Linked DNA regions of Sus scrofa: region 2 is linked to region 1. Evidence: chromatin contacts called from public Hi-C data. All regions are on one chromosome and are shown on one strand. Each heading gives the region's core, a stretch centred on a gene start, on an enhancer-like site or on the middle of the called end of the contact. The rest is flanking DNA. Distances are from core to core; before and after follow the strand shown. Region 1 holds the start of TMEM106A (transmembrane protein 106A). Region 2 holds the start of AOC2 (retina-specific copper amine oxidase).

What was found. A called contact is a pair of places that touch in the nucleus more often than the background predicts.
Region 2: a contact with region 1 is called in a Hi-C map of epiblast stem cells, with 2.4 times the contacts expected there. The contact joins the promoter of AOC2 here to the promoter of TMEM106A in region 1. A contact is called at or near these places in 1 of 5 promoter capture datasets (fetal liver), 1 of 47 Hi-C or Micro-C datasets (epiblast stem cells) and 1 of 2 datasets of contacts at active chromatin or transcription factors (alveolar macrophages).

The regions. Positions count from the first base shown.
Region 1 is chr12:19,751,879-19,759,014 of Sscrofa11.1, reverse strand. It overlaps TMEM106A (transmembrane protein 106A), which reads left to right and starts at 3,493. Exons shown (of 9, transcript NM_001244554.1): 1 at 3,493-3,542; 2 at 3,839-3,968; 3 at 5,321-5,547; 4 at 6,078-6,141. The coding sequence starts at 5,340. It overlaps NBR1 (next to BRCA1 gene 1 protein), which reads left to right. Exons shown (of 21, transcript XM_005656955.3): 21 at 1,493-3,282. The coding sequence ends at 1,666.
Region 2 is chr12:20,026,250-20,033,400 of Sscrofa11.1, reverse strand. It overlaps AOC2 (retina-specific copper amine oxidase), which reads left to right and starts at 5,434. Exons shown (of 4, transcript XM_003131393.4): 1 at 5,434-7,151. The coding sequence starts at 6,153. PSME3 (proteasome activator subunit 3) reads left to right here. Exons shown (of 11, transcript NM_214348.1): 5 at 503-551; 6 at 1,486-1,598; 7 at 1,831-1,899; 8 at 2,046-2,113; 9 at 2,213-2,267; 10 at 2,387-2,473; 11 at 3,072-3,204. The coding sequence ends at 3,152.

The sequences.
Region 1 (7,136 bases), core at 2,244-4,743:
CTTGGGCCGCTCCCGCGGCATATGGAGGTTCCCAGGCTAGGGGTCCAATCGGAGCTGTAGCCACCAGCCTATGCCAGAGCCACAGCAACGCAGGATCCAAGCCGCGTCTGCAACCTACACCACAGCTCACGGCAACACCGGATCGTTAACCCACTGAGCAAGGGCAGGGATCGAACCCACAACCTCATGGTTCCTAGTCAGATTCGTTAACCACTGCGCCACGACGGGAACTCCTGTCTCACTTTTAAATAGCTGGACTGTATGAAGGGAAAAAGAGAGCAAACACTGAGACATGTGAGGCAGAGGGAGACTGTTTTTTAAAGATGCGTGAGCCAGTCAGTAGCAAAGAAGGTTAATAATCAGAATGAGATAGGAATAATTAATAGAACATTAGTATTTATGAATAATCAATGGGAAAATATTTCTGAGGTGGTGGGAGGTAATGAGATACAAAGCAAAGTACACGTGGAAGGAGTGCCCTTTGTGGCTCAGTGGTAACGAACCCAACTAGTATCCATGAGGATGTGGGTTCAGTCCCTGGTCTCACTCAGTGAGTTAAGGATCCAGCATTGCCATGAGCTGTGGTGTAGGTCACAGTCGTGGCTCCGGTCCTGGGTTGCTATTGCTGTGCAGCAACCAGGCCAGCAGCTACAGCTCTGATTTGACCCCTAGCCTGGGAACTTCCATATGTCGTGGGTGCGGCCCTAAAAAGACAAAAAAGAAAGTGCATGTGGAAGGATTAACTTGGAAAGGAAGATGGATAATTTATTCTGAAGTAAGAGGGAAGAAGGGAACAGTGGAAGAGGGCAGTACCAGAGGCGGTGCTCAACACATTGGCATACTTTCTCTTCTTCATGGGCTCAACAACCCTGCAAAATTAAGTATTCTGTGTCTTCATTTTCATTAAGAAAATTGGTGCTCAACACAGTTGGTAAGTAAATGGTAAGAGGGTGTTTTAAGTGTTAGGAGGATTAAAGGAGACTATGTGTTCACCACAGGGCTTGGCCCAAAGAAGGAGGTAAATAAATATTCTATTATTTAAAAGAAAAAAAAAAAAAAAAGCCAAGAAGGTGCCCAGGATATAGTTTCCCACAGTTTTTTGTCCAGCTCCTCTGCATATCTGACTAAATTGCCCATCCTTTTCTTCCAGGATCAGTCTCTTCTCTTGCTTCTGCTTGCCCCATCATGATGATTACCTTTTTCTTCACAGGTTTTTCCAGAGTTTGTTTGCATCTTTCCCTTTATCTGGCCTCATTCAAAGGGCAGTTCATTAGTCACCTAGTTTGGGGTACTTTGGGTACTTCCCAGTTCTTCCCATCCCCTCGGAAATCCCATTATCATCGGGTGAACAGAAGTGCCATAGCCTTGTACCTAATTACCTAGTATTTTGAACACCTCTGGAAAGATCAGTGTGACTTAAGATAATAAGAATTTATAAGATAAACGCAAATTATACAGAAAATGTTGTTCTGCTTTTCTTGACTCTACACAGCCAATAGTTTCTGAAGATCAGACAGCAGCCCTGATGGCCCATCTCTTTGAAATGGGATTCTGTGACAGGCAGCTGAACCTAAGGCTGCTGAAGAAACACAACTACAACATCCTACAGGTTGTGACAGAACTCCTTCAGGTCAACAACAACGACTGGTACAGCCACCGCTACTGAGGAGTGACCTTGTATTAAATTACTTTGCCTGCTGCTCAGAGATGATCTTTATTCTGTTGTTGGGGTGTAGGGGAGAGGCCCTTGCTTATTTTTAATCTAATGAATCTACATAGAGCCCATCATTGAACTATCAAGACAAAACCTGCACTGCAGTATTTTTTTGGAGCAAATCAAAGACCAGAACTTAAAGTTTCACTTTAGACATTGGATGAATTGTATGAAGAGCGTTTTTCAGTTGATTTGGATAAAACTCCTTTCTCCGTTTTAGCACACTGAAGAGTATAACTTAAACTTCCTATAGAACCATTTTTCTTTCTGCTTGTATTGAAGTTGAGTATTTTTCTTTGCTTAAGGTGGATGTTTTTATGAGGATATCTGTTGTCAGTTTTTAAAAGAAATTAACCTTGGAAGTCGTTTTCAAGAATTATTCTCATAATCTCTCAAACCTATCCCAAGCCTCATAGCTAGGTGGTATTAAAATGACACCCAGAGTGTGATAGGAATTTTGTTACTCTTCCCTTCTCAAGGAGAAAGTCATTTCCCTGAAAGCCTTAGTAACTGGCACTGTTGTTTTTTAAAGACCCCACTGATGGCATTTAAGAATATCCACCTTCTGGGTCTCTTCAGTGACAGGAGGGAGGAGTATGCTAATTAACCCACCAGCACCTGTTGAGCAGTGTCTATTGTAGTAATTTTGCATACATTTTATTTTATTTAAGGGAAAAAAAATTAGGTAGTGTGAAATATTTTGCTAATCCTATAAAAAAAAACTCCTCTATTAAAAGGAAGAGTAAATTTAACAGTTACCTTTTATGTCAGGGGGCAGGTCTTATTTACAGTAGGGGCGGGTGGGGGTGATAGATACATGAGACGTGAAAGGCAGGCTCCTGTGTGATTCTCAGTAAAGTTCAGGGGCAGGCAAATGAGTATGTGTGAGGCCTAGGAAGTCCTGATGGCTTCTTGAATGTTTGAAATCTGCTCAAAGTTATCTAGCCCCAGAGTGCCTAGAAGAGGAAAAAGAGGCTGGTGTTTCACAAAACTTGGATGGGGGTGAGCTTGCTAAAAAAGTTTTGGCTTAATCCCAGGGTAAGTGAGTGGGAAGGAGCTTGTTTACTAAAAGGGGTCCAGATCCTCACTCTGTTTGCAGAAGAGGGCCTTGGGTACAGTTGGTAAAGCGGTAAAATACACTAAATATTTTATTCATTAAAGTTACTTGCAGAAAAAGAAGAACCTGACCCCCAGCGGAAGGGAGGAGGATAGTTTAAAAAAAAAAATAGTATTATTTAACCTGGTTGGTATTATAATGAATGGTGGTTTAAGTTAATCATTAGCCATAATGTTTATTTACAGTATAAGGCTTGAATGCTATTAAGTCAGTCAGGATTCAGACTGCAAGCCAACCAGGCTGTTTATTATTTAAACCGTTTACGGCTTCTGGGTCGAGGCAGAGCGGCAGGGTGTGAAGCGGGAGGGTTAATTTGGGATGGGACCTGTCTTGACCATCTGAGTCGTACTGTAGGGGTCCGTGACGGCCCTGGGGTCCAGTCGTCTGTCTCATTGTATTTGTGCATAACTGGTTAAAGAATGGTGAAATAAAGGTTCTTTGAAACTCTTTCCTGGACTGGCTGGTCCTTGCGGAAGCAGCAACCGGGACCTCGCTTAGCCTTTGAAGAGCTGAGAAATTCTCTGGCGGCTGTGTTGGGAGAGGAGAGGCCCTGGAAGGGAGGGGGAGGGCCCGGGGAGGGAGGGGGGGCGGCTCGGAGGAGCGGGGGCGGAGCTTCTCAAGGTTTTGCGAGTCAAAGCTTGCGGCCAGCCCCCGGTTCCCGCACTTTCGATTCCACTTTGCAGCCGTTTGTGTCACTGCCGTCGCACGGGGGTAAGGCATTCCGGGACCCTCCTTCCCTTCTCTCCCTTCGGGAGGCAACGGGCCAGGCCCCTTGTGTACCTCCTCCTAGCCCAGCACACAGGCACACGCGGGTACCAGGCTCTACTAACGGCCTCTCAGAGGGTGGGTGGGACTTTAAATCCTCCTCCGAAGTCCCAGTCTCAGCCCTCTCCCATCGCCCGGCCCATGACGGAGCCCCAGAGTAGGGCGTGAAGCAGCTGGACCCCCTGAGAAGGCCAGGGTCGCTGCTCTCCACCTCCTCCAGTGCCGCTCATTTGCTCCCCCAGGACTCTGCTGGAAGGAGGCCAGTGGCCCCTGGAGCCACCCTATCCTACAGGCCCTCCTCCCCAAAGAGGCACTGCAGAAGTCTCACTCTCTTGCAGCTGAGATGAGCCGGGGATCTCTGACCTAAACCAGGTGAGGCACCATTTCTTTTAGCCTGGAAAGTCTGAGTGCTGCTCAGCTTGCTCACTCATCTGCTACCAGTCTTTTGGGAAGAATCTGGTTTTAGTCTTGACCCTTCCTAGTGAAGGACTGACCCTGACATCACTATCACCCACTTTCCTACAATCTGTCCCACCCCACCTCAGAAAATAAAGTGGAAGAGGTTTATGCTCCCTCCCAGGACCTTTTTTTTTTTTTTTTTTTTTTTTGTCTTTTTGCTATTTCTTGGGCCACTCCCGCGGCATATGGAGGTTCCCAGGCTAGGGGCTGAATCGGAGCTGTAGCCACTGGCCTACGCCAGAGCCACAGCAACGCGGGATCCGAGCCGCGTCTGGGACCTACACCACAGCTCAAGGCAACGCCGGATCGTTAACCCACTGAGCAAGGGCAGGGACCGAACCCGCAACCTCATGGTTCCTAGTCGGATTTGTTAACCACTGTGCCACGACAGGAACTCCTCAGGACCATTTTAGGGTTTTCATCTACACCTGTGACCAGTCTAGCCCCGTTTCTCTTATTTCAAAGAATCCCCACCTTCCTATTAAGCCAGCGCCTGCCCAGGCTCGGGAATGGAAGGAAGCTTTTCTTTCAAACCCAGCCTAGGAAACATCAGGCATTTCTGCCCAGGTGCTCTAGAGACCTCTTCAAAGTCATCTTGTCACAGGGGATGGAGGGACTGTCCTGGCTGCTGCCCCCCAGCCCTAACTTCCTTCCCTTGAAGTTAATGACAGCTCAGCAACTTTCCCAGAACAAAATAAGCACTTTGCCTTTCACTTATGAAAGTCCCTTAAAGTGAAATAACTTCTGCTCTGCTTTTCCCTCTTTTGTAGGCAGATTGAATTCTCCTACAAAAATGAAAGGAGTGGGAATTCCCATCGTGGCTCAGTGGTTAACAAATCCAACTAAGAACCATGAGGTTGTGGGTTCCATCCCTGGCCTTGCTCAGTGGGTTAAGGATCTGGCGTTGCCTTGAACTGTGGTGTAGGTTGCAGACGCGGCTCAGATCCCGCATTGCTGTGGCTCTGCCATAGGCTGGTGGCTACAGTTCCGATTCGACCCCTAGCCTGGGAACCTCCATATGCCGCGGGAGCGGCCCAAGAAATGGCAAAAAGACAAAAAAGAAAAAAAGAAAAAAGAAAGGAGTTGCAGTGCATTGAGATTCCTGATCCAAGAGCCGTGCTTACTGCTCGGTTCTCTATACCCTCGCTCCCTTAGGCTTGAGTTTGCTGAAATTGCCATGGGGCTCCTTGCCAATCTCAAGAACCTAATACCAGAGTCACACCGACATCAGTGCTAACTGAACGTCGTTGTTCTTTTCTCATCAGTGAGGAATCCCTCTGAACAATGGGCGAGACATTCTCCCAGCTGGGCTCTCAGAAGGATGAGAACAAGTCCATCTTGCCCCCTGACCCAACCATCGGCAGGAAGTCGGCCAGCTACTCCAGCACCAACAGCAGCAAGGTTTTTTGTTCCTGTGTGCCTTGTGAAAGGGCCACTGGTGCCAGCTTTGTTATTTGTCCCACATGCCAGGGCAGTGGGGAGATCCCTCGAGGTGAGTGGCCCAAAGCTCTGAAAGTAGCCTGGGATCCAGGAAAAGCGCTTCGCAGCCAGCTGACTAGAGCCAGGCTCCTCTGAGTCTCCTTTAATAGGGTTGGGTCTCTTGGCTTCTAGTCCCCCAGTTTCAGGCTAGCCAGGAAGTTGCCAACCCTTCCTGGACTTGCTGAGGGCCCCCGCCCCAACCTTGGCCCAATCCCAGTCAGTTTCCAGCCTCTCTGGTCCTTTAGCAACACTGCCTTAGGATTCAGGAAGTTACAAATGATCTCGCCAAAGAAACAGGGCTTCTTTGATTTGTAGTGACTTGCAGAAATTCTTCCCACCTGTTAATGAAAATCTCACCTCCATTCTAGAGGTAGCAAAGCTGAGCTGCCAGCAGACCAGTGCCCCCAGTCCTGCCCTGAGGCAGAGGCGACATGCTTCTCACCCTGCTCTCTGGGGTGGAGGGTTGCTTCTGGTAGGCTGGCACAAGAAACATTTGTCATGAAAACTTCATGGCCCTTCCTCTCACCCTCTTTCTCTCTACAGAGCTAGAGAAGCAGCTGGTGGCCCTCATCCCCTATGGGGACCAGAGGCTGAAGCCCAGGCACACGTAAGCCCCTCCTTCTGCCCCAGCTCCGCACACATTGCCCCTGGGGGCTACTCCTTTTTGGCTCCCCCATTCTCCCCCATCCCCACAATTTTTCTCCATTGGCTCCCCTCGAGAAATCCTGAGCCGGAGTTCCCATCACGGCACAGTGGTTAATGAATCCAACTAGGAACCATGAGGTTGCAAGTTCAATCCCTGGCCTCTCTCAGTGGGTCAAGAATCCAGCGTTGCCTTGAGCTGTGGTGTAGGTTGCAGACGTGGCTCAGCTCCCCTGTTGCTGTGGCTCTGGCATAGGCCGGTGGCTATAGCTCTGATTAGACCCCTAGCCTGCGAACCTCCAAATGCCATGGGAATCGGCCCTAGGAAAGGCAGAAATACCGGGAAAAAAAAAAAGAAAAAAAAGAAATCCTGAATCTCACTAAACTCAGGTGTCTTAACTCCCTGTTTCCAAGGATTTTCCTAGTTTTAGAAGCCTGGGCATAGTAGATGCCACCTGAGCCACTTGGTATCCTTTCCCTGAGCCTCACTGCTTCCAAGAAGCATGGCTCCCTTTTGAAGACAGAGGGGACCTCTTGGCTCTGCAAGTCCTTCCAGGACAAATGGAGTGGCTCTGGCTACAGTGGGTTTGAGGAAGCGATTTTTCCTAGGAACTTCCTTTGCAATGGCAATTCAGACCTGCTTGTTCTCTTCCCTGTTCTGGGACACTTCAGAATTTCAGAAGCAGCCCTGAGTGTCACTGGGGGCCCATGACCTCATTTGTCATCTGGGTCTTTTGACGTGGATCCCTGAAACTTCCTCCCAGGGTCCTCAGCTTCTGTCTGGGAGCCACCACCCATCCTTCCCCCACCACTGCACCAGAATCTGAATCTGGCAGTGCCCCTTATAAGATGCTAACAAGGTGCTCTCTCCTTAATACAAATCTCAATTGTTTTTGTTTTTGTTTTAGGGCCACACCTGCATCATATGAAGTTCTCAGGTTAGGAGTCAAATAGGAGCTA
Region 2 (7,151 bases), core at 4,185-6,684, 270 kb before region 1:
TGATGACCCCATATTGTTATTTATCTGCTATATATATTGTTATTTATCCGTCGGTGTCTCATGGGTAGAACTTGCACTTTTGGAAAGGAGAAACTATCTGAATTATCTTTGTATCCCCAGCACCTAGCATTGTTCCTTGCAAGTGCTAAATACATGTTTGTTGATTGAATATTCTTTGTGGAACAAGCACATTTGTTTATAATCCCCTTAGTTATACTCACTCTGCATTCAGTAGTTCATTCTTTCTGTTGTTCATAGTATCCACCCCTCCCCTGGTTGCCTAATGTGTTATATTTCTTGAAAAGTTGGTCTTTCCAACTATAGTGTAAGTTGCTTTGTGGGAAGAACCTTTTCTTAAAGCTTTGTGTGTGCTTAGTGAATTGTGGGTAAATTAATAAGACAACCTGTGAAGTCAAGGTAGGGATTAAACTTGCTAGAAGGGTAACTTGCAGTGGGGATGTGAGTGTCGAATAGGCTGATTCTTGTCTCTTTGTATCCTTAGCCCACTTACAAGAAGCGAAGGTTGGATGAATGTGAAGAGGCCTTCCAAGGTAAGAGCCACCTTCACTGTCCCCTACCCCAACCCTTCCTGGCTTGCAGCCCTGAGAAGCAGGATGGATCTGGTGCTCTCCTGTCCAGCAAGCAGGATCTGATTTTATTTCCTAGCATTAGCATTCCTAAGCTCTCCAGACATTGTCTAGTACTCTAAACCTAATTTTCCTTTCCTCTTTTTTTGTCTTTATAGGGCTGCACTCACGGCATATGGAGGTTCCCGGGCTAGGGGTCTGATCAGAGCTGTTGCTGCTGGCCTACACCACAGTCACAGCAATGCCAGGTCTGAGCCGCATCTTCGACCTACACCACAGCTCATGGCAACGCCAGATCCTTTAACCCACTGAGCAAGGCCAGGGATTGAACTCACAACCTCATGGGTCCTAGTTGGATTGTTTCCACTGTGCCAGGACTGGAACTCCGTAATTTTCCATTTAACAGGGAGGGTTGGACTTAATGTGAACTACCAAGGGAGAGGTTGGAGGTGGCTACACATCACAGATTTTTCGCAAAACCCCAGTTCATATCATTTTTTCCTCTTCAATAATGCTTGGTGCGTTAAGTCTGTAGAGCATATTTTAATCTTGTTCTTTAGACTTTCCGGATGTTTTAGACACTCATCTGTTAATCCCCATATTCTCTCTTTTTTTAATTCTGTTGGTGGTGTCACGGTTTATAGATAGCTTTGTGACAGATAAAAGGCAGAAGTCATAAGCTTTTCCTTGTGGCGCAGTGGGTTAAGGATCCGGTATTGTCACTGTTGTGGCTCAGGTCGCTACTGTGGAGCCCAGGATCTTCCACATGCCACAGGCATGGCCAGGAACAAAGGTAGAGGTCATAGTATCTCACGGGTCTAGGAAAGAGAGAAAGGTGGGGAATGCTGCCTCCTTCCACCCAGCTCCAGTCATTTGACCTTCCTCGTGTCCTTGCCAGGAACCAAGGTGTTTGTGATGCCCAATGGGATGCTAAAAAGCAACCAGCAGCTGGTGGACATTATTGAGAAAGTGAAGCCTGAGATTCGGCTGCTGATCGAGAAATGCAACACGGTGAGGCAGGGGCTGATGACCTAGGGGCTGACCCCAAATAGCCTGGCTTGAGCTATGCAAGACAATGGATGTGGGGCCAGAGGCGTGGAGGTGATGTTGGAGTTGGCAGACTAATTATCTTGACTCCTGTGCTCCTGGCATCTGGCCCCAGCAGCATGAGTTGTATATGTCTTGGCTTAAGTAGAAAAGGCTAAGATCCTCATATGCATATTTTGGTCCCCTCACCCTTCAGGTCAAAATGTGGGTACAACTCCTGATTCCTAGGATAGAAGATGGGAACAACTTTGGGGTGTCCATTCAGGTAATGTGCTTGCATTGGAAATGGGAGAGGAAGGTTTGGGAGGTAATCTCATCTCCCCTGCTTTTGTGTTTTCCCTTTCTCTTTGGTTTGCTGTGGGGTGATGTGGAAGTGGCTTTTAACCTTTTTGTTTTGTTTTTTTTTTTCAGGAAGAGACAGTTGCAGAATTAAGAACTGTTGAGAGTGAAGCAGCTTCTTATCTGGACCAGATTTCTAGGTAGGGCTGCTTGGACTTGGCCCAGGAATTGAGGGCTGGTGAGATGGCATGCGCTGTCTGGGGTCCCCTGCAGCTTTCTCCTCTTCTCTCTCCTTCCAGATATTATATTACAAGAGCCAAATTGGTTTCTAAAATAGCTAAATACCCCCATGTGGTAAGTAAGGGTTTGTGGCCGAGGGTGGAAGTGGTAGGACAGGGAGGCATGCCTTCCTGGGAAGAGCTGCGTGGGACAGTCAGCCCTCGAGGACTAGCCTTTTCTCTGCCCTTCGTCAGGAGGACTATCGGCGCACCGTGACAGAGATTGATGAGAAAGAATATATCAGCCTTCGGCTCATCATATCAGAGCTAAGGAATCAGTATGTAAGTAACCTTGGTCCCCGCCCACAGGTGCTCTGGCTTCTCTTGGTTCTGGTGATCGTTTTCTTGCCACTCTCTGGGGGTTGAGATGAGAGATGGAGGTAAAATGAGTGGAACAAATTCCTCCCATCAACCGGGTGTTGAGAACTCTGGGGTCACTGACGGTATCTAGCCGGGTATCCTTTCTTTGTACCTGGCTGGGAGGGAGCACGATATGCAGTACAGTATAGGGGTGAAGCTGGGGGTGTGAGAGTCAGCCTTGGGTTTGGAACCAATTCTGCCTGTAATGTGTGGCCTTGGGCAGGTTTAACCTCAAGCTTCAATTTCTTCATCTCTGACACATTAAAGAACCCGGTGCAATTCTTAGTGTGTTAAATGCTTAGTAAGTGTTAGTTATTGGACACTTGGGGCCTTGGAGATACCCAGGTGTGCCCAGTTGGGGGAATAAGAGAGGTCATAGGGCAGCTACCCTGAATTCAGGTTCAAGCGAGTGAGATCAGGGCTATGTGAACGATTGCTGGGGGCTTTGGGGGTTTGTCTTGTTTCCCTAGGCAGGTGGGGGTAGAACAGACGTGTGATTCCCTGATCCGTCTTCTCCCAGGTCACTCTACATGACATGATCCTGAAAAACATCGAGAAGATCAAACGGCCCCGGAGCAGCAATGCAGAGACACTGTACTGAGGCCAGGGCCAGGGCCAGGGGACTCTGTGAGTCTGGCTCAAGACCGACATTGCCTTGGTTTGTTACATGACTATCGTGATGGGGAAACTGGCTGGAAATAGTAATCACACCTCTCTCTGTTTTTAGTTAGAGTCTAATGAAACTCTCATGTAGTTCTGTGACGTGTTTACCTCTTTTTTCAGGCCTCAGGAACTCTTCTATTTCCTTCCCTCATACCCCAGACCCCCGTCCTAATTTCTGGAGTACTCCAGGTTTGTGTGCGCAGGATGTTGGCACAAGTTTACTTGTGTTTTCTCTCCCCACTTCCCTTCTGTGTCTTGGGCTTTATGTTTTCTTCCCTTTGATGTTCAGTTGGTTAGAAGTTGAGGGAACTTGAAGGAAAGTGCTAGGTATTTTGTAGGAACTGGGGCTGGATGGGGGAACCAGCTTCTCTCTTCCTGATGGCAGGTTAGTATCTCTTGCCTCTGTGGGACATTGGATCCTCCCTGCCACAGTTGCCCTGGTGATGACTTAGGGTTTCCCATCCACATACATGACACCTTGAACCTGATCACGACAAGAAACACCTTAGACCTTCTGCCAAGTCCCTAGCTCCTTCAGATATTTTTATAAGTAGGATTTTCACATACACAGATGTGCATCTCACACACACACACACGTACATGCGCGCCCTCCGACTCTGTTACTTGATGCCTCCCCCACTCTGCCCCACCCACAGACCTTGTCTGTCAGTCTGTCTGTGTCTCACACACACATACACCGTTCAGAAGGTGATAGTTGTTTAAGTCCTTATCTGCTGGGACCCATTGTCTCCTGACATTAGCCTCTTGGTGCTTGAGGCTGGTGGGTTGGAAGACAGCTGAGAGATGAGAAGCAGAGGGAGTGGGGAAGGCCCCTTCCTCTGTGACTCGGGTCCTTTTGGACGAGTTGAAATTGGTGTGGGGGTGACCAGAAGCTGCTGCTCCTACTGGGCTTTCCCGTTGGGAAAAATGTTTCTCTTATTTATAGTGTTGTGCTTCCAGGGAAAGCAGTCACTTGTATGTGTATGTGTGTGCATGCACACGTAGGCATGTACACGTTGTGTGTATGTGGACATCTGTTGGGCAAGTCAAAACCATAGAAGAGTTGCCTCTTATCTCTCGAATCGTCTGGAGATATCACTTGTTACAGCTTTTGTGTTGACCCTCATCAACCCCCACTTTTTTATTCTCACCACTGGAGAGAGAGTCTGTCGGTGACTCTCTCGGTGTCTAATTCTGACTTTTATTCTTTGTCTTGTCTCTGTCTTCCAACCTCCAATCATATTTCCACCTGGATGCATCATCTTTACTCCCAGTGCGCTGTAGAGAAGGAGTTCGGGTGTGGTCTTCCCGTGAATAGTACTCAGTAACAAACCAATTGCATTTTAGTTGGGCAGTGCTCCTACCCACCCTCAGACCCCTTTCAACGAAAACCCTCCCTTCCTCCCAACATGTGTTTCTCAGTTTCCCTTTTTGTTTGTTGGATTGTTCTAGTGCCCCTGCTCCCCACCTTACCACCCTTGGATCGTAATGTAAAATTCTTTTACCATGTCAAGAAATTATTAAAAATACAGGTACTTTGACCTCTTTCTAAAGCCGCAGACCCTGATGCGATGCTCTGGTGGCCAGGGACACACCCGTACTCTGTGCACATTGGGATACTCACCTCCATGTGTATACCTCCAGCCGCCCTATGGGGTGTCTTTATACCATTTGAGCTGCCTCTTTTCTTGGGAATAATGGAAAGATGGAGGCTTCTGCCTCCCAAGAGGCAAGGGTGGGTCCTTCATTTGTGTTCAGGCTGAATCACATGAAAGTTAGCTCTTCCCAGACCTAAGCTGCCTTCTACCCTCACAAGACCCCAGCTCCTTCCTTCCTTCTCCAGCGATACCCATGAACTGCCAGTAGAGGCTGCTCTAGATCCGTGCGTGGGGAATCACCCGGTTCAAGGCACAACCTACTCGGTCATTTCCTTTACTTTATACTAATACTTCCCTTCGAATAATGTCTTAAGTTTCTTGAGGTGATGCCAGGGACCCCTGGTTTTGGTTTTCAAATGACTTGGAGGGCTGTCTAGGACCCTAGCTCCCTCTGAAATAAAGTTTCTTCAACTTCCACCTTGCAAAGTAGCGTTCTCATATCCGATGATCTGGTACCCATTGTCTCTGCAGAAAAAGATTTAGGGTCTTGAACAATGGAGGTTCATCTGCTCTGTTCTGTTTCAGAGATCGCTGACAATTTTTGAACCTCCCCTGTGGCAGGCGCTAAGCATTCTGGGCATGATCACATTTACTTTTCATGAATCTCTGGGGAAGTTTTATCCCTTCTTTATAGGTGAGGACACTGAGATTCATGATAAGTAATGCCCTTGAGATCACACAGCTTAGGAACCCACGATTGGTGTACAGGTCTGACTGCTGCGCCTAGGCCTTCGCTGCTCCTTTCCCACCAACTACATGCAAGTGGTCTGAGACTACAAATCAAGGGCTTGGCCTTAGGCAGCTGGCAGAACACAGTGCTTACCGCTGAACTGGGCAGTGGATCCTGGAAATGTTGGGGGTAGTGCCTGCCAGGAGGTAGGAAAATGGACAGAGTGTCTGCATGTAGCACCCAGGACTTGACTGGGCACCTGAGATTTGCATTCTTCCTCAGACCCATTCAGGGTGGAAAGTAGAGTTTAGCGTATATACAAATGCCCTCTAATCTGGTCTAAATAATAGTGATGGGTACTGACCATGCTGCTGGGAGGAGTTCAGGGGGAGGAGAGAGGCTGTGCACGTGGAAGGAATACCTTGAGCCAAACCACAGAACAGAAAATTGGAGCAGAATGATATAAATCAAGGTCAGAATTTTCCTGTCCAACCCACAGGGCGGAGTTTTCTCTATTCCTCTCCATCCCACTGCATATAAACTGGGATTTGATGTCAGTAACTGGAAGGAGCTGCTGGTAGGCCTCTCATTTCAGCTCTCAGCTTTCACCATGAACCTCAAGGTAGTCCTCGTGTTGCTGGCACTGTCCCTCATTACCATCTTTGCTCTGGCCTATGTCTTGCTGACCAGCCAAGGTGGCTCCAGCCAGCCTCCCCACTGCCCCTCTGTATCCCACAGTGCCCAGCCCTGGACACACCCTGGCCAGAGCCAGCTGTTTGCAGACCTGAGCCGAGAAGAGCTGACGGCTGTGATGAACTTTCTGACCCAGAAACTGGGGCCAGGCCTGGGGGAGGCCGCCCAGGCCCGACCCGCAGACAACTGCATCTTCTCAGTGGAGCTGCAGCTGCCCCCCAAGGCGGCAGCCCTGGCCCACCTGGACAGGGGGAGTCCCCCGCCTGCCCGGGAGGCCCTGGCCATCATCTTCTTTGGCGGACAACCCCAGCCCAATGTGACCGAGCTGGTGGTGGGGCCGCTGCCCCAGCCCTCCTACGTGCGGGATGTGACTGTGGAGCGTCACGGAGGCCCCCTGCCCTACCACCGACGCCCCGTGCTGGGAAATGAGTCCGCCCAGATGTGGAAGCATTTGAAAGAGGTGGAGCTCCCCAAGGCACCAGTCTTCCTGGCTTCTGTCTGCAGCTACAATGGCTCCAATTTGGCAGCTCTGCATGCCACCCCTCGTGGCTTACGCTCAGGGGACCGTGCTACCTGGATGGCCCTCTACCATAACATCTCAGGTGTTGGGATTTTTCTTCATCCTGTGGGGCTGGAGCTCCTGCTGGACCACAGGGCTCTGGACCCTGTCCGCTGGGCTGTCCGGCAGGTCTTCTACCTTGGGCGCTACTATGCCGACTTGGGCCAGTTGGAATGGGAGTTTAAGGCTGGCCGGCTGGAGGTGGTTAGAGTTCCTCTACCCCTGCCAGATGGGGCCTCATCCCTGCGGTCCCGGATCTCCCCCGGGCCTCTTCCCCCTCTTCAGTTCTCACCCCAAGGCTCCCGGTACAGTGTACAAGGGCACCTGGTGGCATCCTCCCTCTGGACATTTACATTT